2 separate regions of the Sus scrofa genome follow, and region 2 is linked to region 1. A link is a contact called in public HiChIP or PLAC-seq data. All regions are on one chromosome and are shown on one strand. The core of a region is the stretch at or near the end of the contact, and the rest is flanking DNA. Distances in the headings are between cores, read along the strand shown.

Evidence for each region. HiChIP or PLAC-seq counts read pairs in DNA pulled down with a chosen protein or histone mark.
Region 2: an H3K27ac HiChIP or PLAC-seq map of skeletal muscle shows a contact between it and region 1. The contact joins two enhancer-like sites. A contact is called at or near these places in 1 of 47 Hi-C or Micro-C datasets (embryonic fibroblasts) and 1 of 2 datasets of contacts at active chromatin or transcription factors (skeletal muscle).

Annotation. Positions count from the first base shown.
Region 1 is chr13:121,407,214-121,410,404 of Sscrofa11.1, reverse strand. All of the region lies in intron 5 of LOC100624963 (a long non-coding RNA gene), which reads right to left. Among named protein-coding and RNA genes, the nearest start is that of MCF2L2, 30 kb to the right of the region's middle. Within about 2 kb of position 1,479, at least 1 of the 83 cell types and tissues checked has an H3K27ac peak or open chromatin away from gene starts, as enhancers often do. A contact at or near this core is called in skeletal muscle, where this site is marked.
Region 2 is chr13:121,544,608-121,547,850 of Sscrofa11.1, reverse strand. No RefSeq gene overlaps it. Among named protein-coding and RNA genes, the nearest start is that of KLHL24, 19 kb to the left of the region's middle. Within about 2 kb of position 1,455, at least 7 of the 83 cell types and tissues checked have an H3K27ac peak or open chromatin away from gene starts, as enhancers often do. A contact at or near this core is called in skeletal muscle, where this site is marked.

The DNA.
Region 1 (3,191 bases), core at 230-2,729:
CATAAACCCATACAAGGACCATGTTGAAACCAACTTTTTTTAAGTGTTATTTTAACAATCTGATGAATATAAACACTCCCCTGGTTCTTAGGAGGTTAACACTTGAGAATTTTTCTCAGGGGCTAGACTTCATCTGTTTCTTCCTCTTCTTAGTTTCTATCTCTGTGATCATTGGATTTGTTTTATATTCCGAATTTTTTTTAACACAAAAACTATTTCAAATACTTTTTGGAAGTAGGTGGAGTACAAATAAATAATTATTGAAATTGTTCTAGATATGTGATCTTCAACATTTCATTATACTAAATAGGACAAAATAGGTCTCCATACACAAGACCTTTTGGACAGAAGATCTGAGGTCCTTTGTAAACCTAACTTATTAAACCTAATTCAAGTTAACAATCCCTGCATTTGTGTGTATAGCATTTTACAGATTAAAAACGTGGGGATTTTTTTGTTGTTGTTAATGTGCATTATTTTATTTGAGCCGCAGAACTCCTGACAGCGCTTCCTTTCATCCCCTTGTATTCAGCAGAGTGCCTATAAACCCAGGTAAAGTCCCAATAAACAAGTGCTTATTAAAAGAATGAGTGATTGAATTAAGTCAGAAATAACAATTCTGAGGTGGAATGTGTAGTAAAAGTTGTTCCCACTTGACTGAGGAAGACACAGTGTTGTGTTGGAGCCATTATGAGACAGGTGGGACCTGGGACCTGGGACCTGGGACTCTTTACTGGAGAGCTTGCACCTGGAGAAATGTCTCCTCCAGCAACACAATACCAAGAAACTATATGGGAAATAACTGCATGCATGCACAGTTCAGGCAAATTATGAACAATAATAAGAAAAGGCCAAAAACCAACTGCCACTTCTGAGGTGCCAGGATCAAAAGCAGACCCCATGATCCCTGCACACAGCACCACCAAGGGGGAGGCAGACCACCTAAGCCACCCCTCTGGCCCAACCCACTGACCCACCCCTACCCTCACCTCATTGAAGCAACCAGCTCACCGCCACATCGGGGATAGAGCACAGGCAAATATTATTTGTTTTTACTCCCTCCTGCTGCAGTAGTCCCACTAAAGCCTTCCCTGAATTCCTCATCTGGCCTCTTATCAATTTATATTGATTAAAGAGTCCAGGGACCCCGGTTGGTAACAATCAGGACCTGCTCAGGAGAGCTGCTGCACATTTCTTCCCAGCTACACTTCCATTAAGTGACTTCACCTTGGCAGCTTGAAACTGGCCACAGTGGGAGTATTTACAGCAAGGAAATCAGCAAAAACTGTAAGTCAGCACCCCTCCCCCTCCACCCCTTGAGAGCCAGTTTTAAAATATTTGCCAGCAAACCAATGAAATTAGGATTCAGACTAGTTAAGTGACTTGACTGAGGTTGAACTCCTGGGTAAGATGTCAAGTCCAGGCTCCTGGCTCTAAGGCCAGAGGCATTAGGGAAACTGATGAGTCAAGGATGAAAGGGGAGCCAATTTCTGACTCTGCAGCACAGCTCTCTAAGTGACAGAAAACCTATCTCCAGGGATGTGAAACATAGCAGTCCTTTTATAGCAGCAATGATAGGACAGAGCATGAAGACCCAAGTCCTATAAAATAGAATAATGCTCTACAATCCCTGTGCCACCAGTTTCCACAGTAAAGATTCAGGGCTTGTCTTTGCCAATTTGTTCATGTGGCATTCTGCTGCCTTTGTTTTTCCGTGTCAGTGAACAGAAATCTATCCCTATGTGTAACTTGTGAAGAAAGGTAATAGTTTATGTAGGTGTGGATTTTGTTGCTGAACACACTCAATAGGTCTCAAGTGGCAACAGTGAGAAATAGTATCGTAACCCAAGTTTCCCTCTGTTCCATGTCCATGTTAAGTTAGTCCTTGGACTCAGGCTGAATCGAGAACTAACTCTCTAAGTATCTTCTTTGTGGGAGGATAACTCTAAACAGTCTCTAACCTTTGCCTACAGTGTGAGCTCAAGTTCAAAAGCTTATGTCACAGTCACAAAACATGGGAAGATAGCTACTGAGTAGATTTTTGTCTTTTGTGGAGGAGACAGACAAATTGCAACCTCTCAAATTTGAATTAATAAATGATAACAGGAGTTCCCATTGTGGCTCATTGGAAATGAATCTAATTTCCATGAGGACACAGGTTCAATCCCTGGCCTCCTCAGTGGGTTAGGGATCCGGCATTGCCATGAGCTGTAGTGTAGGTCACAGACATGGCTTGGATCTGGCATTGCTGTGGCTGTGATGTAGGCCAGTGGCTATAGCTCTGATTCAACCCCTGGCCTGGGAACCTCCATGTGCTGTGGGTGCGGTCCTAAAAAGTACAAAAGTACAAAAATAAATAATAAAAATAACAACTGAGAAAACACATAATTTTCTACACATCAAATGTGGGTTGTAAATTCAAACTTCAGGTTGTTACCTTCCTTCTCAGGTGGATAACATAAGCAAATACTGTTGCACAGGAAGCAGCACCAGCTACTACAATGGGTATCCTGAGAGAAATCTACAAATTTGAAATTACAAGTTTTGCAATAAATTCTGGGGGGAGGGATTGTGATTTCTTCTTCTTCTTCTTCTTTTTTTTTTTTTTTGGCAATGCCTGTGATGTGCATAAGTTCCAGGGCCAGGGACTGAACTACAGCTGTAACCAAAGCTGTAGCATCAAGAGTGCCAGGTCTTTAACCTGCTGAACCACTAGGGAACGCCTGCATTTAACATCCCCATTTGGCTCCTGAACTGGTTTAAGCAAGGGCAGGTTTGTTTAACGAGGACTAGCTCATCAAAAGAAGCTAAGGGGGAAAAAAAAAGACTTAGCATGTAGAAGTTGATGTAGCATTAAGAATTTATAGATAATTTTATCTGTCTGTCTTTTGCCATCCCTGGGCAAGAGCCAAGAATTGCCAGACCATGGGACTTGAAAGACTAAAAAGGTACAAAGTAGTAAACTTTACAGTAGCTCCCTAGAGGATCCTTGTCAGTTTAAGTTCAAAGCTGTTAAACCTGCCACTTTCATCTTTAATACTGATGATTCATGAGACATTGTGAATATCAGATTGATCTCTTAAATGAAAACACCAGTCCTTTTTCCTAATTCATGTGAAACTATAAAATTTAAGTGTGTTTCTATAGAGATGATATAGGGACATTCAGGGGGGCAGGTTTCATAGTAATCT
Region 2 (3,243 bases), core at 206-2,705, 140 kb before region 1:
TCTGTGATGGTGTTCCTAGATGAACCTAGCATTTAAATCTGTAGACCAAATAAAGCAGATTGCCCTTCCCAGAGTGGATGAGTTTCATCCAATTGATTGAACACCTGAATGGAGCAAAAATGTGGAATAAGAGAGAATTCTCTCTTGCCTAATTGTCTTCAGGCTGGGACATTATCATTCTGCCACTGGGTCAGACTTGGACTGTATTCCATTCATTGGTTTTCCTTGCTCTCTGGCTCACCAACTGCAGATCTTGGGGCTTCTCAGCCTCCATAACTGTGTGAGCACTTTCCTCATAATAAATCCCATTTCTTCTGTTTCTGGGGAACCCAGACCATTACAAAGGGAAAGAAATCTAGTTTTATTTGGTCCGTCCCTCCTAACTGCAGTCATAGAAGTCCTCTGTTGATTAAGCCCAACCTATTTTCCCTTTCAGAGCCTAACAGGAGGCAGGGAAGAGCTCCAGCAGCTAGTGGGCTTGTAATCAGTTTATAGGCCCTCTTCCCATTGAGGACTGACTGATACCCTGTAGTTACCATCCAAAGTCCATCCCATTTGCCTCAGGTCATGGCTAAGCCAAGATGCCGGGTCAGGTCCTCTTACCTCTTTTTTTTTTTTAAGGGCCACACTTGAGGCATATGGAGGTTCCCAGGATAGGGCTCAAATCAGAGCTGCAGCTGCTGGCCTATGCCACAGCCACAGCAATGCCAGATCTCAACCTTGTCTGCAACCTACACCACAGCTTACAGCGATGTCAGCTCCTTAACCCACTGGGGGAGGCCAGAGATCAAACCTGAGTCCTTACGGATGCTATTTAGATCCATTTCCACTGAGCCATGATGGGAATTCCGGGTCCTCTTACTTCTGCTCACAGCACTTTGCAAATTACTTGTCAAAGCGTCTGAGACAGTACCTGAGACAGACATGGCCCTTCTATAGGGTAACTGCCTTCACATCCCTGGGATGCCAACCTGGCTTGGACTTGGGAGCCCAGGAAGGGAATCAAGGTCACCTGAATTTTCAAGACAGGAGCTTGATTACAAACCATTAGTGGATTCAGACTAACAAGGCTATCCACAAGATGAGGATACAGAGGCCTGAATTATTGGTCAGGGCACCTCAAATTGCACAGGAGTGAAATTTGCCCTAAAATGTAAGGTGAATTTGCAGCTTAGAGAGGGGTAAAGTGTAAAGCCATGTGGAGAAGAAAGCCAAACAGTGTTGCTAGAGACCTTTCTCTGCTTGTTTTGAAATTTTTGGGAGGGGGGCGGGTATTCTTTTTAGGGCCACACCCAAAGCATATGGAGGTTCCCAGGCTAGGGGTCCAATCGGAGCCACAGTCACTGGCCTACGCCAGAGCTACAGCAACTTGGGATCTGAGCCATGTCTGCAACCTACACCACAGCTCACAGCAGCGCCAGATCCCTGACCCACTGATCGAGGCCAGGGATTGAATCTGCGTCTTCCTGGATGCTAGTCAGATTTATTACTGCTGAGCCACGACGGGAACTCCAGAATCAGTGAACTTCTATTTGGGACAACATTTAATAGTAACAACCAAGCTTTATGGGAGAAGAAGAGCAGTGGCAAGTGCAGACAAAGAGGTAGAAACAGCAAAAATGGAGCCCTGGAACCATCCGAGCTAGTTTCTCTGCTGTTAATGTAGCCGGGAGCTACTCAAACTCTTGCTGATGTCACCACCAGAAATAAAATCTGACTCCTCCTTTGCACTGCTACCTTCATGAACAAAATGACAGGACTGAGAGCTGGTATGAGGGTGCTGGCTGGCTGGGTGGCTGGCCGGGAGCTGGGAGTCAGGGGCTTGGCAAAAGCCCAGGGCTGGGTCACCAACAGGCTTAGACAGGAACCCGGTGAGCTGTGGACATAAAGAGTTGTGAGATCAGTAAACAACCAGAGGGAAGCCGGCTCTCTGGTTTACACAGAGATTCTGAACCAGAGGAGGGAATAAGGCAGAAACGGAGCCTGGAGTGCTGAGACAGCACCAGGAAATTTCCAAATTTCCCTGAGAGGAGGTCACAGCCCTCTTCAGATGTTTTTTTAAAAAAGAAATTGAATTAATTTTGATTGATCAGGGATGGCTCAGGTTTTTAAATTTTAATTTGAAGTTAATGAGATTTTATAGGCAGCTGCACTCACAGGATGGTCTTTCAAGGCCTTCAGGAACCAGACCTCTCAGGGAAGCCCAATAAGCAACCTGCATCCTCACGTCTCCAGAGGCCTGGGACAGATGGCAGGCTGTGCCTTTGGGCAGAGGGGATTCAGTTGAACAGCAGGGAGCATCTTTGGATTTTTCAGGACCTGGCCTCCCTTGTGGGATAGGAACAAAGAGTGGAATTATAGAAAATACAGAAGACAGTATGGAGAAATGGAATAAGCCACCCACCAGTCCAGTCTTCAGAGGCAATCCTCCTGCTTCTGCCTCTGTGGAGTGGGCATAATTACCATTGTGGATTGTTATATTAGATGAGGGGGAAGTTATTTTCACATTTAGGTGTGTTTCTTATTCTTTTTAAGCTTTTAAAAATTGGAATCACCATGTATATATAATTTCTACCGCATTTTTCCTGTTCACAAATATCCTAACTATTCTCATGGTCACAAATATACTGTGTGTGTGTGTGTGTGTGTGTGTGTGTGTGTGTGTGTGTGTGTGTGTTGCAATAAAATTACCTACAAAGCAGATGATGGGTCGGGTTTCATCCACGGGCTGCAGCTGGCTGACTCTGTGCATAAAGAGTCCAGTGCCTGGCCTGCCTCAGTGCAGAACAAGGGGCAACCACTGATAAAATCATGACAGACAAGAAAAATAATGATGCTCTCTCCCTTAGGGATTCAGAGGCCAGTTGGTCACATTTCTACTTACAGGCAACTCACCATCCAGGATGTACAGGGAGCTGGGGGATAAGCAGGCAAGAGATAAGATTTAAGCAGACTGCTTTTTGTTTAAATCTGTTTAAGCCCTACTCAGTCTGGAGTTCCCTGGGTCCAGGCTTAATTCCTAATACAGCGGTGTGAGTTCTGTGAGAGGGGAAAGCTAGGACTTAATCATAACTGAAAATTTCCAGGAAGCTCCAGAAGAGGTGGCTCATTTTGGCTCTCTGTAGCCCTGCCTCTCACCGTCATTTTGGAAGGACATCTGGGTCCTATTTCTGGGGACATGTGAATGCAGGCAGGAGCCAGGGACTTGACAGAGATATTTTTTTAAACCGTCACTTTTGGTGA